2 separate regions of the Sus scrofa genome follow, and region 1 is linked to region 2. The links are chromatin contacts, called in public promoter capture Hi-C maps. All regions are on one chromosome and are shown on one strand. The core of a region is the stretch at or near the end of the contact, and the rest is flanking DNA. Distances in the headings are between cores, read along the strand shown.

Region 1 (5,225 bases), core at 1,710-4,209, 930 kb before region 2:
ACAGGGAGATTAAGGAGACACTCAGCTAGGTCAGTGGCAAAGTTGGAACTTAACCTGATTATGGAATCTGCTTCGTGACTTTAACCCAAAGTCTACATTTCTAGAAAGAGAGAAAATAAATAAAATATCTGCCAAAGAGAGTGAAAATTCCATTATCTCCACCCCTGCCCCAGGCCATCCCACCTGAATCAGAATTGTCTGCTGACTTAAATCTTCCGTTCAGTAATTTCCAAGCAAGGATGCAGGCTTTAAATCCTGTAACCAGCAGTTCCCCTTGTGGCTTGGCAGTAATGAACCTGACTAGTATCCATGAGGATGCAGGTTCGATCCCTGGCCTCTCTCAGTGAGTTAAGGATCTGGCATTGCCATGAGCTGTGGTGTAGGTCACAGACGCGGTTGGGATCTGGTGTTGCTGTGGCTGTGGCATAGGCCGGCAGCTACAACTCCAATTCAACCCCTGGCCTGGGAACTTCCATATGCCATAAGTGCAACCCTAAAAAGAAAAAAAAAAAAAATCCTGTAACCAAATTCAAGTACATAACGATTTCCAGATAAAATACAGGATGCCCCATTATATTAGAATTTCAGGTAAACAACAAAGGATTTTTCAGTATAAGTATGTTCCATTCAATATCTGAGACACACACTGAAAAGTTACCTGTTGCTCATCTGAAATTCAAGTTGAACCTGGCAGTCCTGTATTTTTATTTGCTAAATCTGCAATATGGGGACAAGAGGTTAGCTATGTTCCAGATTGTTCCCATTTTTGTGATGTTCATAGCTTAAAGTTTCAATCTGTTACTGGAAATTTTCTCATATTTCTTATTCAGAATCCAATGCTTCTGGAGGATCTTTCCTGAGGCTTGAAATAGTGGCTTAGCCAGGGTAACTAATTGTGGAAAGATGTAGACGAGGCTGCACATGGATTTATTTTATTGACCCATCGAATGGTTAGCAAGGGCCAAGTCCTTGTGCTATGGAGAGATATTAAGATTCCAACCATCAGGAAATATGTAATGTGGTAGAGGAAGCAGCCAAAAACTCAAGAAAGCAAAATCTGGTGGACGCTACAAAAAAGCCACAGGTAGAAGGAATTAGAGGATTCACAGAGGTTCCCCCTAGATGGCACCCTTGAACACAATTTTAAGTGGAGGCCCCAATTCAGCTTTGCAAAGCGACACCCATCAGGGAAGGAGGGTTGCAATGTTTTCTTTTAAAGAAAAACAAAATCAACAAAAAAACAACCAACCCTTTCCTGGGGGGGCATCCATCATACTGCAGTTGAAAAAAGGCATGAAACCAGACATGACTGCCTGAAACATGAGAATTTAGGAAGACATTTCTGCCTATGTCCTCCTATCGTCACCACTAGCTCCCTCTTTCCTGGATGTGGTGGAGGAAGAGAGGACCCTAAGCTTATTATTATTATGACCCCTAAACTTATTTCTCTATCCACCAGCCTAATTATTTCTGGAAATACTACTTGGTAGAAGTAATACATCATTGATGGATGGGCAAAGTCAGTGAAGGAAATCAAAAGGTACAGACTTCCAGTTATAAAATAAGTAAGTCAGGGGGATTAATAGACAGCATGGCAATTATAGGTAATAATACTGTATGGCATATTTGAGAGTTTTTAAGAGAGTAAATCTTAAAAGTTCTCACCACAAGGAAAAAAAAAACGCTATACATGATGACAGACATTAACTAGGCTTATTGTGATCATTTTGCAATGTACACAAATATCAAATCATTATGTTGCACACCTGATATTTGTTATATGTCAACTATACCACAATAAAAAAATAAAAAATAAAAATAAATAAACTAGGAAAACTTGATATGATGAGGGAGGAAAAACAAATACATTAAATATTTTTAGTCCCTTCTATGTGCCAGATAGGTGCTAAGTTCTTCACAGCCATTATTGTACTCACCAGCCCTAACTACAAACCTGTGATTGCTTTTCTCTTTCCTAAAGAGTTATTTTCCAGGTTGCTATGGACACGAGTCACAGAGGAGAGATGGATGAAAACAGGTCCCTGGATGGAAAGGGCCTGAGTCCTCAAGTCTATCCCCCTCTCCCTTTCACAGACGAAGCTGAGCTCAGAGAGATAATTCCTCTAAGGTTACACAGTAAAAGTCTGACCTGGGACCACAGCCCGGGACTGCTGGACCCCAGTTCATGGTCTTTACCAGTATGTCCTATGGCAGTTGTTCTCAACCTAGACAACTGTGCCCCCCAGGGGACATCTGCTAATGTTTGGGGACATTTTTGGTCATCTGCTAGGAAGGAAAGTACTACTGGCATCTAGTGGGTTGAGGCCGTGGATGCTGCTAAACATCTTACAATACACAGGACAGCCCCCTCAACACAGAATCTTCTTGACCAAAATATCAGCAGTGATGTCCAGCTGAGAAACCCTGCTGTATGGGTTGGATTTCGGGTCAGGGACCATGTGTTCTGGCTCTGATTTGAAACGGAGGATTTGGGATTAGACTTTTTCATGTATAAAATGGAAACACTAATCTAACCCATTTTTAAGGATGTCGCTGGGTCATGACATTTGCATTTGAAAAGTAGCAGTTAAAACCTTCCAGTCAAAGTCGTACTTACGTCACTGTCACTTGTCTGTCTTGAGCTCCAGAGATGCCTCCAAAAGACTTGGTTCATGGTATTTAGGCAGCGGAAGCCCTATGATCCTGAGAAAGCCCATTCTCACGCGCCAGTCCACCTGCCTGAGGTGGAAGGGCAGCTCTTTCAGAGCCTCAGTTTCCTCACGAGCTCCTCACTCAACGCCCGTCCGAGAAGCTCCGAAAGGCTGAGGGACTCCGCGCACTTTGCTGTGGCCACCCGGCGCTATGCTCTGGCCGCCACGCCGCAGCTTGCAGCGCCTCCGCGTGGTCGTTGGGACCTTGGGCCCGGTGAGCCCAGAAGAGCAGAGCAGAGGAGAGGCGCGAGGCGGGGCCGCGGAGCCGAGGGGCGGGGCGAGGAGGCGCGAGGCGGGGCCGCGGAGAGGAGGGGCGGGGCGAGGAGGCGCGAGGCCGGGCCGCGGAGGGGAGGGAGGGGAGGGAGGAGGGAGGGGAGGGAGGGGAGGGGAGGGGAGGGGCGAGGTGGGGCCGCGGAGCGGATGGGAGGGGCGAGGAGGCGCGAGGCCGGGCCGCGGAGAGGAGGGAGGGAGGGGAAGGGAGGCGCGAGGCGGGGCCGCGGAGCGGAGGGGAGGGGCGAGGAGGCGCGAGGCCGGGCCGCGGAGGGGAGGGAGGGGAGGGGAAGGGAGGTGCGAGGCGGGGCCGCGGAGGGGGTGGGAGGGCGCGAGCTCCAGCTCCTCGCCCCGCCTCTCGCTTCCTCTTCCCGCTCCTCTTTCCTGCGTTTTGCTTCCTCTTCCCGCTCCGGGCACACTCTGCTCCGCCTGCAGAGTATAAGAGGTGCGGCTGACAGGAGCAGGTGAGAGCTGGCTGCTGGGGCGCGGGGAAACTGAGGGCCCTGACTGGCTAGACTTCGCGGGGCGGGACGAACGGCAGAGCGCGGGGGCGGTGGGTTGAGAAGGTAGCTGGCGTCCCAGGACTTAAACCCTTCAGTCTGCGGTTTGGTTATTGTCCCATCCCTCCGAGCCCTCGGGGGACAGACACGCACACACACACGCACGCACACACACGCTTTATCCACACCTGCTACGTTTTGTGAAAGGTTTGTCTTCCCTATCCCAGCCCGGAGACCCTGCCCTTTCTTGGGAAACCTGGTTGGGAAGTCTCCAAACCCCCTCTTTAGAATTAATGAACACAGATGCCCTCCTCCTTATCAGGTTCTTCTCTAACGTGGACCCACCTTTCCCGTCAGTGCTGGTAGGAACTCCAAGTTCCAAAGGTGGATTATTCTCCCCAAATTAATGACTAGGTACTCGACTCCCTCCTGAGCTCCCATTTCCCTGCCTCGGTGCCCTTTCGGGTGCAGACCCCCTTCTCTACCTTCATCATCCCCCTTCCCCCCTCCCTTTGGATCCTAAGAAACTGGGCGCCTGCCCCCTTTCGCGTCTTCGAAGGCGGGGAGATTGGAACCACGTGAGGAGCGGGAGGCCTGGATCCCCTCGAGGCTGCCCCCAGGTTTCCTTCCTCCAGCCCTGGATGCGGAGCCCCCCCTCCCCCCAGCCGGAACGTTTAGGTTTTCCGTTTGCCCCGGGAGGGGCAGGGATGGAAGAGTTGGGGGCTTTTGTCGTGGAGGGGCGGCGGGCTGTAGAAGCGAGGGTGGGTTAGCTGGTGTTCTGGCTCAGCCCGGAAGGCGCGGAGAAGGCGGGGAACTTGTGTCCTACGCAGTGTAAGGGGTTAAATCTTCCCTCCGGAGACTTCTCAGTGCCTGCGGAGGCCCATCCGAGGAGTAAGTGACTAGGGGATCTGGGAATTGCTGTGTCTGTGGGATTCTACCCACTCTTGCCCCATTAGACTCCCCAAACCGGTCCGAGTGGACCTTGGGTTCCCAAGGCCCTGGGAGACCATTAAAGGGAGCTGGGCTTGTTTCTGCCTGTTGCAGATTTGAGATTAGAGGAACTGAGTACTGGGGGCATCGCAAATTCAAGTCGGTGCCAACTACAGCTTCTGAGACAATATGGGAAGAGAGGGGTTAGTTCTCCTCTGTTCAGGGGATTCCTTTTTCACAAAAGGGATTATAGCAGAGAATCTCTACCCAGGGTGATTAAAATGTACTTTAATTTGCTTCTAGACCCTGTAGATATTAGGTGCTACCTCTTCCCATCTCACATGATTAGCATGTGGGATGTTCAGTGTGGTAAATAAATGTATCTCTTAATTTTGTTCACTGTGGCAGAATCTTTTAGGCATTTGTGGTATGGGTCAGGAGATCAGTTTTAAGGAAGAAATGGAAAAGATATCTCTATGTCCAGCCCTACAGTTGTTCTGGGAAATAATAAAGTAAGAACAATATATTTGTTTGTATGAAAATAAAAAAGCATTTAAAAGATTAATATCTAACAACACATAGCTTTTATTAAAAATAAATAATTACATGAGATTGGAACAGTCCTGGAAATTCCAGGTTATCAAGTCACAGGGTATAATTGTGGCAGTCTGCCCCTGAGGTTCCTCTCTTGTTATGGAGAAGAGACTTACACACAAGTAAACAGAGAATAATTTATGGCACAGTATAATTGTTAGCCAACCTGTTTAGTGGTGATAGTAAATAAAGAAATTGGCTGTCACTTGTTTGAGAAGGA
Region 2 (5,246 bases), core at 1,554-4,053:
AGCCTGGGCGCCTCCACATGCTGTGGGTGTATGGTGCAATTTTGACTCTTGCCAAAAAGCCAGAGGAGTTTTCTCAAGGTAAGTAAAGGAGCCAACAGTTCAAACCAGAATGATATATGTCTTTCAGGTCTTGTGTTTTCAGAAACTTGTAGCATAGACGCCAAAGGGTAAAACACTCAGCCATGGGTCTCAGGACCATTCCTTTTTTTTCTTTCTTTCTTTCTTCTTTTTTTTTTTTTTTTTTCATTCCCCTCATCACCTTGTGAAATGCTACCTCTCTGTCACCCGTTCTCCAAGCCTCATAAACTTGAACCTAGTCCCTGCAGAGGCCCTGGCTGCTGGTAAACTGAAGAACTTCACTCTCCCAGTGGGACCTGCATTTTTAGGGTCCACAAAAACGGAAGAGGCAAGGCTTAGGGACAGGACGCTGGAGGGGTCCGTATATACCTGGACCTGGGTCCAATCCTGGTTCTGCCACTTACTAACTCTGTTACCTTGGGAGGGTCACTCACCCTGTCTCCCGCCTCCTTGTGTACAAAGTGGGCAAAATAAGAGGGTCGTGATGAGAATTAAAAGAGAGAAGGTCTGTAAAGTGGTTACCACTGTGCCTGACACAAAGTGAATGGCCTGTAAATATCAGCTCTTATGACAACCCCAAAAAGGTGCATCAAAGCAGGCGTTACAAATGACAGGTGGCCCTTGACAACAGAAACATGTTTACAAGCTAGTGTTCAGGGAAAGCAAGGAGCAATAGATAAGAGTCTACTCTTGTTAGGAAAATGTAAATAGCCTACATGGATACCTAGATAGCAGCTCTGTCTCTGGCCTGCCCACACTTGTTTCTCTGTGTCTGCCTGGGACTCACCTGAACACTCAGCACTCCCTCCAGTTCCATGGGAGAATTTGGTCACACCATTCCAGGCTTTGACCAAAGAACTCTTTGGGGTGTAGGGAGGGGGCTATGTCTCACATCCCACCACAAACTGTTTAAACAGCCCCCACAAGCCATCACCCAACTGGGAGCTTTTCCCCATCCTTCTCAAATCACCTGGCTGCTTCCGCATGGGGCCGTCCCTCCATCCTACCTGCAGGAGAAGAGGGGGGGTCCTTCAAATTTCTCTCTCTCTCTCTTTTTTTAACCCCAAACCAGCAGGAGCCCTGAAATAAAGATGCCCTTTACCAAGAAGAGCCACCTTGGACATCTGCTGGGCAAATGTATCTCTAAAGCCTCATTTTTAAAAATCATTTTTATTTTTTCCATTGTAGTTGGTTTACAGTGTTCTGTCAATTTTCTACTGTACAGCAAAGCGACCCAGTCACATACACACACACGTATATTCTTTTTCTTACATTATCCTCCATCATGTCCATCACAAGTGACTAGATATAGTTCTCTGTGCTACACAGCAAGATCTCATTGCTTATCCCCTCCAAATGCAGTAGTTTGCATCTATGAACCCCAAGCTCCCAGTCCATCCCACTCCCTCCCCCACCTTGGTAACCACAAGTCTGTTCTCCAAGTCCATGCATTTCTTTTCTGTGACAAGCTTCATTTGTGCCGTATATTAGATTCCAGATATAAGCGACATCCTACGGTATTTGTTAAAGCCTCATTTTTATGATCTGTAGAGTAAAGCTAGTGAGACCTACCTCTAGGGTTGGTGTGAAGAGGAATGAGATAAATCACTCGATAAACATCACTGTTACTTTTATTTCTAAGAGTTGTGAAATTTCTAAAATTTCCCTAGAAGGTTTATCTGGAAGAATATCCATGTGTGCACAGTAGTTATCATTCGTTTTATTGCCTTTTCTTCTTTATAACTTTTCATATCTATTCATTCATATCACAGGCATTTATTAAGCACTTACTATGTGCCAGGCCATGTGCTAACAGGAATACAGACAGCAATGTACTAGGCAGGTCAGGGACCTCTAGAGATGATATTAAACAATTATACACATTCCTACTGTATAGCATAGAGAATTGTATCCAGTCTCTTGAGATAGACACCATGGAAGATGATATAAGAGACAGAATGTATGTACATGTGTGACTGGGTTGCTTTGCTGTACAGCAGAAATTGGCACAACATTATAAATTGAAAACATTTAAAAGTTAGTGTTCCTGACGTGGCGCCCCGGAAACAAATCCAACTAGGAACCATGAGGTGGCAGGTTTGATCCCTGGCTCACTCAGTGGGTTAAGGATCTGGCATTGCCGTGAGCTGTGGTGTAGGTCGCAGACGTGGCTCAGATCCAGCGATGCTGTGGCTGTGGCGTGGGCCAGCAGCCTTAGCTCGGCTCAGAGGCCTAGCCTGGGAACCTCCATATGCCAGTGGGTGGGGCCCTAAAAAGACAAAAATAAAGAATAGAAAAATTATACACATGATTGCCGTAGTCATAAGCGCCTAAGTTTTTACGAAGCAGAAATCCGGGGTGGGATGGGGGGGCGATCCATTCTTGATAAAAATATTTTAAGGTTATGCTTAGAGAAGTACCAACGACGACATGCGATCACTCTTTGGAAAGGACTTGAATACAGAACGAGGCAGCCAGCTATGGAGGATGGTAAGGTGCGGTGCGCAAGGGAGGAGTTGGCTGTCCCTTGGCGGGTCAGTGCCAGGCCCTCCCCACCCGATGGGCCCTGAAGCCGTATACTCAGCAGGCTGGGGAGCTGGGGACGGAGCGCCGGCAGGTCCACGCGGCGGCTGCAAAAGCGGTGACGGCCACGGGAGGGCGGCCACGTGAACGATGCACCGAGTGCCCGCCCGGCCGTGGCCCCGCCCCTGCCTGCCTCCTCCTACCCAAGCCCCAGCTCCAGCTCGGCTCCAGTGGGGATCCGCCGCCCGCACACCCAGCGCTGCAGCCGCCCCAGCTCCGCAGACAGTGGTCTGCGCCCGCGCCCTTGGAACGCGCCCCCAGCACACGGGATCCTTCCAGCAGCCCCGCGTGCCCCCTTGCGCCCCGGGATCGGTCCGGCGGCCGCAGCTGCCTCCTTGGAGCGCCCGCCTGCGCGCCCGGCTCTCCGCTCCCCGGCGCTCTCGGGGGGCCCGCCCGCCCTGCACCCTGGAGCACCGGGCCACGAGCTTCTGCCAGCTCCTCTGGATCCTCGCGGCCGTGAGCAGCGGCTGCCTCGCCTGTCCGCCCGGAGCAGGTAGGTGGGGTGGCGGTTGGCTCTGAGAGCCGGGATCGGGCGCTGCAAACAGGCTGGGGCTTAAAAGTGAGGACCCAGGCGGAAGGGACGGGTGAGGGTTAGGCTCTTCGGGGCTCAGTGTTTGCTTCTGTAAAATGGGGCCGTCGTGCAGATTCACGGCAGTGACTATAGGAAAACTACTCGGCACGTGATGGTGTGGGAGAGGCAGCTTGGGGGCCGCCAGCCGGGGCGCCTCGGGGCCCGCAGAGGGTGGGGACAGCCCTGCCTTCCTTCCCCTGCAGGGCCCAGAGCCACGTCCCCTTCCCCGGCCCCCGAACAAGAGGCCCTAATTCCCAGAACCCCGAGGACAGTGTAGACGCGCCCTTGCTGCATTGTTGGCTGCGGGAGTTCGGGTGTTGGCAGTCTCCGGGGACGTGTGCGCCAAGAGACTGGGCATTAATATGCGGGCGGCGACGCGGGGGCGGGAGCCTACCGGGTGAGTCCCGGCCTAGATCCGCTCCGCGGGCCTGGGGGAACGCGGGGAACCAGCCTGGTTGTCCGGCTAGTGAGAGGGAGGGGGGCTGCTCCGTCTGCCCCGTGGGGACGCGGTGTGAGAGCCTGACTTCTGGGACCTCCACCCTGGAAGCTGCCTGCCTTGGGGCCCATCAGCCAGGACATTGTCCACCCCCTCTGATTTTACGGAGGAGGAACTTGAGGCTCAGAATGAGCCAAGGGCAGATACCCGGAACTGTGGGAATATAGAGCGAGCAGGTGAGAGCGGAGAGCAAACGCTGTGTGTGTGTGTGTTGGGGGGAAGGTTATTGGGCAAGACTTCCTGAAGAAAGTGATGCTTGAGCTGAGCTGGAAAGGATGCCAGTGGGAGGAGGAAGGGTATAGGGGTGGAGTTGTGCAGGTGTCTTCTCCCTCTGTGGGCTCCACAACACCTCACATTCATTCTTTTGGCTCACGTGTGTATTCAACAAATATATTGCTTGATGACGGGAATTCAGGTGTAACATGGTTGGGATTGCCGCCTCCCTTTCCTCTCAAGTTCTTTGATGTTGCGTTTTTTTGTTTGTTTGTTTGGTTTTTTTTTTTTTTTTTTTTTTTTTTTTTGTCTTTTTACGGCCACACCAGCCGGCATATGGAGGTTCCCAGGCTAGGAGTCTAATCGGAGCTGTAGCCGCCAGCCTAAAGCCACAGCAAAGCCAGATCCCAGGTGTGTCTGCAGTCTACACCACAGTTCACAGCAACACCGGATCCTTAACCCACTGAGTGAGGCCGGGGATTGAACCTACCACCTCATGGTTCCTAGTCAGATTTGTTTCCGCTGCACCGCGATGGGAACTCCTCGTGTTCTTCCTAAAGACAGGGTGTAGGCTGGGGTCCCAAGTTCTTATCTTTTGCAGGGTGTGGGGAGGCAGGAAGTAGGGGCCTGATGATCACTTGAAATAGTCTCAGTTTGCATGTGATGCTTTGTGTACATTCTGTGCTTGGAAGTTTTGTTTTTGTGTGTGTGTGCTTTTTTGATTAAGGCTAATTAAGGATGTGTCATTGAAATGATTTTAAAACTTTTTTTTTTGCTTTTTAGAGCTGTACTCGGGGCATATGGAAGTTTCCAGGCTAGGGGTCGAATTGGAGTTACAGCTGCCAGCCTACACCTCAGCCACAGCAACCTGGGTTCTGAGCTGTGTCTCTGACCTACCCCACAGCTCAGGGCAGCGCCGGATCCTCAGCCCACTGAGCGAGACTAGGGATCAAACCCCCATCTCATGCATACTAGTCAGATTGGTTTCCGCTGCACCACAATGGGACCTCCATAAAACATTTTTTAAAGTATTATGTGACAGAGATGGCTCTTGGTCACCAACACCTGTGTCCTCTTCTCCTGGGGTGTCACCCAGATGGATTCCCAGGCTCTCTTCCAGTTGGGTGGGCCTGAACTGAGTTTTGGCTGATGGAATGTGAGCAGACATGGTGGGTGCCCCTCTCAAGCCCAGACCCTAAAAACCTGCCCCTCTTTTCCCATTGACCCACAGAGATTAGAGGACTTAGGGCCTGGAGAAGGACAGAGCCCCGAGCTGGAAGGAGCCTGGGCCCCTGCATAACTGGA

The links. Promoter capture Hi-C pulls out the DNA fragments that hold promoters and counts their contacts.
Region 1: a contact with region 2 is called in a promoter capture Hi-C map of fetal skeletal muscle, with 6 times the contacts expected there. The contact joins the promoter of DNAH3 here to the promoter of EEF2K in region 2. A contact is called at or near these places in 1 of 5 promoter capture datasets (fetal skeletal muscle) and 1 of 47 Hi-C or Micro-C datasets (retroperitoneal adipose tissue).

The regions. Positions count from the first base shown.
Region 1 is chr3:24,908,894-24,914,118 of Sscrofa11.1, reverse strand. It overlaps DNAH3 (dynein heavy chain 3, axonemal), which reads right to left and starts at 2,959. Exons shown (of 66, transcript XM_021086503.1): 1 at 2,618-2,959. It overlaps TMEM159 (a long non-coding RNA gene), which reads left to right and starts at 3,292. Exons shown (of 8, transcript XR_002342386.1): 1 at 3,292-3,445.
Region 2 is chr3:23,977,788-23,983,033 of Sscrofa11.1, reverse strand. It overlaps EEF2K (eukaryotic elongation factor 2 kinase), which reads left to right and starts at 2,803. Exons shown (of 19, transcript XM_003124551.6): 1 at 2,803-3,154.